2 separate regions of the Sus scrofa genome follow, and region 1 is linked to region 2. The links are chromatin contacts, called in public HiChIP or PLAC-seq maps. All regions are on one chromosome and are shown on one strand. Each heading gives the region's core, a stretch centred on a gene start, on an enhancer-like site or on the middle of the called end of the contact. The rest is flanking DNA. Distances are from core to core; before and after follow the strand shown.

The links. HiChIP or PLAC-seq counts read pairs in DNA pulled down with a chosen protein or histone mark.
Region 1: a contact with region 2 is called in an H3K27ac HiChIP or PLAC-seq map of alveolar macrophages. The contact joins two enhancer-like sites. A contact is called at or near these places in 1 of 47 Hi-C or Micro-C datasets (embryonic fibroblasts) and 1 of 2 datasets of contacts at active chromatin or transcription factors (alveolar macrophages).

Annotation. Positions count from the first base shown.
Region 1 is chr13:84,789,086-84,793,262 of Sscrofa11.1, reverse strand. No RefSeq gene overlaps it. Among named protein-coding and RNA genes, the nearest start is that of SLC9A9, 150 kb to the right of the region's middle. Within about 2 kb of position 1,267, at least 5 of the 83 cell types and tissues checked have an H3K27ac peak or open chromatin away from gene starts, as enhancers often do. A contact at or near this core is called in alveolar macrophages, where this site is marked.
Region 2 is chr13:84,447,756-84,451,784 of Sscrofa11.1, reverse strand. The region is part of intron 7 of SLC9A9 (sodium/hydrogen exchanger 9); the gene reads left to right. Among named protein-coding and RNA genes, the nearest start is that of C13H3orf58, 180 kb to the left of the region's middle. Within about 2 kb of position 1,429, at least 9 of the 83 cell types and tissues checked have an H3K27ac peak or open chromatin away from gene starts, as enhancers often do. A contact at or near this core is called in alveolar macrophages, where this site is marked.

The DNA.
Region 1 (4,177 bases), core at 18-2,517, 340 kb before region 2:
AAGCTACACATTTCTGCTCAAGTCTTTCTATTTAATTTGTTTCTAGGAGTTCCCATTGTGGTAACAAACTCGACTAGCATCCATGAGGACGCGGGTTCCACCCCCGGCCTCACTCAGTGGGTTAAGGAGCCGGCGTTGCTGTGGCTGTGGTGTAGGCCAGCAGCTATGGCTCTGATTAGACCCCTAGCCTGGAAACTTCCATATGTCATGGGTGTGGCCCTAAAAAAAAAATTGTAATAACAATTTGTTTCTAAATTGAATGAAAGCCTCTCAGGCTATTAATCCCAGGAGGTGGGCTTTTGCCATCAAAATTGAATATGTCCCAAGACACCTATTTTAACCACAGAATCTGATCTGGTTCCAATATTATTTCAGGGCTGATTTAAACTATATACTCTTATCCAGCTTTTTAAAATGGAATTTCCTTTTTATATCAGAAAAGATGTTCCCTTTACCGAATCTCTGTGAAACAACTGAGCAGATGACAAGCAGTCTGTCCCAAGATAGGACTTTGGGAAATTATCATACATTAATGAATGACCCTTTTTTCTATGCTGACCAAATCACAGCAGCCTAGGAATTCAAAAGAGCTTAAATATGGATATTGAAAGTTGATACCTCATGACAATCATAACAGAGAACATTTCAAAGTTTCTTTTAAGTTTCGATATTCACCCACAACTTTTCAATCTATTTCCCACTATCCCACTAAACACCAACTTCATGTTACATTTGAGGTTTAAAATCTCCCCAGTTTTCTAATGTTGAATCCACATATGCCATTAAGATAAAACAAGCTCAGTTTGAACCAAGAGTCTCTGGCTAGTTTTATATCTTATGGGGAAAATCTGAAATTTGAGTAAAGCAATCATTTCAATAAAGGCTTTGGAAATGAGTACTTTTCCTTTTATGGTAAATTGTTCCAGTCACTTCTCTGTTCTCTGGCAAGTCTAAGCGACAACTTAACCACTTTTGTACTCCGTTCAAATCTTGGATAAGAAAAGTTATTCAAGGACATAGATCTAACACTTATAGTTCCAGTGCTTTCCCCAGAATGAATTACAACCTCTGCAAGATGCAGAAAGAAAGTTACAACCCCTGATGTCTTAACTTCCTTCCATGGCACCCGGGTCACCACAAAAGCCTCTTGAGGCTGGCAAGCTGCATCAGCAAAGTCACACAGGTTTTTGCCTGTACTTACTCTGCTGAAGGATTCTATCAGGGCACCCATCCCAGACCCTCATAAGTTGTGTCATGTTTGGCTGTGGTTCATCTTGTAATGACACAGACTTGAAGATGTGTCAGCTGCGGCAGTTCTGGTTTCTTGGAACCTCACATGGTATTTGTGACCAGGCTGCAGAAATTGCCCAAGCAAGACTGACACTTCAGTCATAATTTTAAAGAGAGGAAGAGAAAATTGCATGAACTCTGCAAGGAGTCCACACCCCTGGAGAAGCAGTGTGGAGCTGGGCTGATGGATTTGAATCCCATCTCTGTCATTATTCACTGTGTGTTTCTCATTAAGTTACTTTCCTCTCCACAACTTCCTTCCCTCATATATAAAGTCTAGGATCACAGGACCTAACTCTGTTGTGAAGACCAAAGTAGTTAAAATTTGTAAAGCATTTGGAATAACGCCTGGTACATAGTAAGAATTACATAAATGTTTGTTTAATACATTATTAAGTTTTACCCCTTAGAGGATGCATCTAAGTCTTGGTTTCTTACATAGAAATAAGCATTTACATTCTTATATGGCTTCTCACAAGATTTTTGCACTATTATTAATCCCCAATATGAAATGCATCTCACATAAATACGATCCAGTTTAGCTCCTGTCAGCTGATTCCTACAGTACCATCCATGAACAAGGCATTGGGATTTGCAGAGTATGACGTGGCCAGTAAGCCACAATGCCTGCCTTCAAGGACACTGCAGCCTAACAAAAGGAATAAGAAACTGTGTGATTTTTAGAAAGAAAGAGAAAGAAAGAAAGAAAGAAAGAAAGAAAGAAAGAAAGAAAGAAAGAAAGAAAGAAAGAAAGGAACAAACTGTGTGATTTTAGTCAAGTCTCTTAATTTCTCTCTCTCTGAGCTTGGCTACACATGTCCCTGTCTATAATCTGAGAGGTATCTTTCATCCTTAACAATTTATAAATCAAATCATTTAAAATAAAAGATGACAGCAACGAAGTACAGGAGAAATGCAACGAGTTGGGGGGGGTTCTACAGAAGAGAAGATTATTTCTTAGTGTTTTTCCAGGTTTAGTTGTAATGTGATACATACAGTCTCACCTTAAATTGTCGTTCCTTCTCTACTAATTCAAATTACCTAAGGCATGCAATTAGGTCTGTGACGTATTCTTTAGCATAAATCAGTACAATTTAAATTATGAGATATTTTCAAAATTTAATTATAGAGCCTTTAAGGATAGAGTTTATTGAGAAGTCCTTTCTTCACAGTCAAAGGGGATGTTTTGCACCTGGCCTAAGCCATACAAGTCTCTATCTTAGGGAAGCTAAATTGTCCTGACTCTGGCATAAACAAGAGCTACAGCCTAGGGCAAACTCCCTGTCTGGTACGTCCCCAGAAAGGGTCTCAGATGTGCGACCACCCGCCTACTCACCACTGTCCAATCTGCTCCCCCAGGCATTGCTGTTAATCTGCTCAGCTTTGCTCCTTGGGATATCTGCTGTGCTTATCTGTGTATAGCAGTCTCCCCATCCTCAGCTGGGACCAGCATCTTCAAGGCATAAGAAATAAGAAACTGTGTGATTTTAGTCACGTCACTTAATCTCTCCTGTGATGCTAATGACAGTTCCACCAAACACTCAGGCTGCCTCTTGTTACTTCCACCTGGAGGTCTGCTCCCTGGAGGCCCCTAAGACACCACAATCCTGCACAAGTACACTCCTGGGTCTGCCAGGTGTCAACATATGTGCTCATTATAGAACAATGAGAGAAAATCAAGGCCCCCATTCACGTCAAAAGCTGCTGGAATGGTCCCAAAAGGCAATGTGTCTTGGATTCAAAAATGTTACAAAGTTTGGTAAGATCATTTTCAGATGTTAGTTACACATTGCTCTTCCTTCCAAAGACCAAAATGTGCTATCAGTGATTCAGGGACTGTCACCACCCTGCACTAGCTGGGTGTACCCTTCCAAAGTGACAGACCTTGCCGGCAAGCCCAGCTGACTTTGGAGGGCTTCTTAGATTTATAGTGAGACCTCCTGGGGAGGCCCTTCCCTCTACACACAGACTTCTGTCAGACGTTGACAAGTTCCCCCACATGCCTAGATGTTTCTTAAACTTGGCAGTGAACAAAGGTTAAATCCTTTTCCAGGCATCCCCTCAATTCTCAAGAAATAGGCTTGAGATAATACTGCTCAAGCTTTGAGAAAAACTGCTTAATATAAGCCAAGTCTTCAGGTAAGCCTCTAGAGAGGTAGTTGATTGAAATTAGGAGGAAAGAAAAATGCAAAGGCAGTGTGGAAGCTTGATAGTTATTCCTCTAAAATCCATTCAGTTTTTCTTTCAAATTATGAGAGTTTATCTGGGCATGGGTTTGTCCAGCCAGGACTACATTACCCAGGCTCCCTTGCATCCAGGAGGCACCATGTGGCTGAGTTCTCACCAACTGGACAGGAGTGAAAGTGATTTTGGCAACACTTGGGCCATTTGCTTAAAGTGAAATCTGTACTTCCCTTCCCCCTCCCCTCACCCCTGTACCAAGATTAATCAAATTTCAACCAAGGGAAAATGAAGCAAAAATATGGAAGAGAAGAAAGGAAGGAAGGAAGGAAGGGAAGGAGGGAGAGAAGGAAGGAGGGAGGGGAAGGAGGAAGGGAAGAAGGAAGAGAGGGACGGAGAGAGGGATGGAAGAAGAAAAAAAAAAAAGAATCACTTTTTTAGGCTACAGGTATATTACAATTGCTTATAAAGAGACAATGTTAAAATACCATATGGAGCTCCCTCTGTTGTGCAACAGTATCCTCAGCATCTTAGGAGCAATGGATACAGGTTTGATCCCCAACCCAGTATAGTGGGTTAAGGATCTGGCATTGCTGCAGCTGTGTTTAGGTTGAGACTGCAGTTTGGATCTGATCCCTGGCCCAGGAATTCTGTATGCCTCAGGGCAGCAAATAAATAGATACATAAATACATAAATAAATAAAGA
Region 2 (4,029 bases), core at 180-2,679:
ATAAGTCTTTATACCTTAAAAGGATACCCATCTTCATGAGCATTTTTTCTATTATTAGTGTTTTACTCTTGAATAGAAATTTATTCCAATGTATATATTTATGAGTATATAGCTTTAACATTTATAAATACATTCTTATATACTTTGAACATATTTGTATACCTTATAACCATATGCACATGTATACCAGGTATAAAAAATATTAGTAGCAACATTGTTCAAAATAGCAAAAACATTTCATTAAAAGGAAAATAAATTTATATTATATAATATTGCACAGCAGTGGAGAGCAATGAAATAAAATTGCTTATGACAATGTAGGTGAATCTTGGAAACATAAGATCAACAAATCATAAATGAACATCTCCTCAGAAAAGAAAATCATGGACTTGGAGAAAAGACTTGTGGCTGCCTGATGGGAGAGGGAGGGAGGGAGAGGGAGGGAGTGGAAGGGATCGGGAGCTTGGGCTTATCATCACAACTTAGAATAGATTTACAAGGAGATCCTGCTGAGTAGCATTGAGAACTTTGTCTAGATACTCATGTTGCAACAGAACAAAGGGTGGGGAAAAAATGTAATTGTAATGTATACATGTAAGGATAACTTGATCCCCTTGCTGTATAGTGGGGGGAAAAATATATATATATATTTATAAAGATCAACAAATCAAGCCCCATAAAATTACATGTAATATAACCTCATTTTTAAAATGATTTTTTTCCATTATAGCTGGTTTACAGTGGTCTGTCATAACCTCATTTTTATAATGTTTGTAAACTATGAAAATTAAACAATATTGTATAAGCATGCATGCATACAGGTGAGAATGCATATGTGCATATGTGTGTGTAGTAAATAAGGGAATTAAAAAAAAATTCAGCAATGTGGTAATTTCTGGAAAAGAGGGAAAAGAATGTGATGGAAAGAAACACACAGAAAGGGATAAGTTATTGGTAATATTCTGGCTCATGGCTTGGAGTGGGTTTCCAGGTATTCAATATACTGTTATAATTTGTAACTTGCGTATGTCTTCTCTACATTCTCTTTCATGTATCAATTATATTAGAAGGAAAGCAAAAGAAAAAATAAGTGGAAGGAGCTATTTAATAGTTTTATAAGTTTAAGCAGCTCGATTATACTGCTTACTTCAATTTCTGGGAAACCTGACTCTTCTATTGTTTCACTTTGTGTATGTGTTAGTAAGAATAACTCCGACTGGCAGGCAGTAGCAGAGATACAAAGGCACCAAGAGTGTATTTGCCAGTATCCCCTGGTTAATTCTTATCAACCACAAAGCCCTATATTTTTCCTTTCTCCTATCTTCACCTTCTCCCTTCTTTCTCCCTTCTCTGTTCCCCTCCTTCCCAACCATGTTTTTCTCTCTGTTCTCTGAGACTCCGGTCTGCTGTTCTCTGAGATTCCATTTTCAGTAGACTGCAACACAGCAGAGCTGGGGAGGCGGCAGCGGGGGGCGGGGGGGACGGGCCTGTGTTGAGTCAGACTAAAAGGCCCCACTCTCCTCTCACTCATTTACTCTCTGGATTCAGAGCTGGCATAGTAATAGTTGTCACTGGCATCAAAGAGAAAAATAAATACACCACTGCCCTGACACAGCCAAATAAGAAAATAAAATAATCTCTAATCTGTCAAGTACAGCCTGAGCTGCTTAGCGGTGTGGTTTCTCATATCCATATCACAGCAGGCATGGGCTCGTTTCCTGCAGCAGAGAGGAGAGTAAAGTTTATGAAGAAAAGAAACAAAAGATAGAATGGAGGGGACTGTGAAAACATCAGAGAGGTAGTTTGGAGATAAAGGAAGTAAAGTCGTCACAGCCACATATGTTAGACACCAATTTAGTCCCTCTGTCACAACCTTGTCGAGAATCAGAATGACAGGACAAATTCTGAAAGACTCAAAAAGGAAAGCAGATAAAATCTAACTCCAAATTAGGAAGGGAAATGTTGAAAGTCATGTAGAAGGAACAAAATGATATGAGAGATGGTTGACATGAAAAAAGAGAAATGTGTAATAATAAAAAGTATAAAAATAATTGAAACATACTCTATTCTGAAAAAACATTCACCTGATCCATATCATCATGAAACAACTTATCCTAAAGGTTCTAACTATGGGTTTCCTTTTAAATTAAATATTCAAGTCTTGGAATTACCTAGTTTACCTTCATTTTTCAGCACCCTGGGGCACAAAGTCAAACATTTTTCTTAATTTGACCAAAATATGATGGAGGAGCTACAGTAAATGTAGCTCAGCTTCTACACACACATGCACATGTGCATGCACGCTCGCGTGTGCGCGTGCATACACACACACACACACACACACACACACCCCATAGCCTGTGCAGATAAAAGGTTAAAAAGATAATAAGGAAAATATATCAGTTATCAATTGCTATATAAGAAACCACTCCCTAAACTTAATGATGTAAGACAACAGCTGTTTTATTACTTCACAATTCTGTGGCTCAAGAATTTAGATCACACTCAGCTAGGCAGTTCTGTGGTTCTCATCCGAGGTCTCTCATGTCGCCACAGTCATTGGGGCTTGACAGGAGTTGGATGGTCCAATGTAGGAGCACTCAGATGTTTGGTAGCTAATTGTGACTGTTAGCTGGTTGGTCTAGGGAACTCAGCTCTGTTCTGTGCAAACTCTCAGCTCCAGGAGGCTAGTCCTGGCCTTTTCTCTTGGTGGTCTCAAGGCAACATTCCAAGATGATGGGAACAGTAGTGCAAGACTCTGAAGGCTCAGTCCCAGAAGTCCTGCAATATCACTTTCAGTGCATTGCATTGGTCAAAGTGTCATGAAAGCAGCCAAGATTTAAGGCATGAGGAAATAGGCTCCAGTTCTAGATGCAGGGTGTGATAAAGTCACATTACAAAGGGGTAGGCATATAGGGATGGGAAGAGTTATTGTGGTCATCTTTGCAAATAATCTACCATAGGTAGGAATTACAAAATATCTTCAGAGATATCAAGGTAAGAGATTGCATTTAAAAAGGGGGACTCAAAATATGGTATAAAACCTATGGCTCCAAAAGGAAAACATAATAGAGAATTAAGTCAAGCTTAGAGGGGCTCACTTGCTAGCCTTCTCAGTTACACTTTCCGATATTTTGAAACCAGTAACAATGAATATGTACCCAGATAACTTAAGTGCCTTCACAAGAAATATAATGTTCTATGTTTGGATATAAAACTTTTATGGAAAAATATAAAGTTCAAAGGAAATAGAGAGCATGGCTCACTAAGATTTTATGCTACCAAAGCAAAGGGCATTCATGGAAAGTTGAGCCCTGCTCAGCTAGAGTGGAGAATTATGGGAAAGTTTTATTTAATTTGAGAGTTTCAATTGCTCTTTTTCCCACAAGTGATGCAGAGAACATGGAGGTGAAGGTGTGGCCATGTTAGCTGTAAAGGCAACATTTCTGCTGAGGTTTATTTTATGGCTGCACATCCCTTGTCAAGGGCTGTCATGTCGAGCTGCCGGGCTTTCATCCATGTTTGTCTGGATGATGGTGGTGCTTTGGGAAAGTGTGAAACTTTGGAGATGACTAAAGCTTGATCTTGACAGCTTATTCATTTTGCTTGAACAGTTTAAGCAGGAATAAGGTTAAAGAGTTATGCCACATGGCCTTTATTGCAACTTTTCAGGACCTTGAAGATTAACTTAAAAATGGAAACCGATGAATCCTTCACTAAATTTTAAACCACACTGCCAAAACTGTCCAACTTACCTGTGCTCCTCCCCATTCTCTTTTCCCCCATCCCCAGAGGTTTTTATGCTGAATTTTTATTTATAGTTTTTCCACATGCTTTCAAAGTTTATAGAAACAGTATCAGACTTTATGTCATCAAGCCATTTCCTTTTTTCCCCTTATTCATGATCTTTCTGAGGTTCATCCGTTATAATTTCCAGCTGTAGTTCATCATTCACTTTCATCGATAATACGCAAATGTGTGAATATTCCACATTTTACTTATTCTCTTTATTGATGGAGTTGCTTCCAT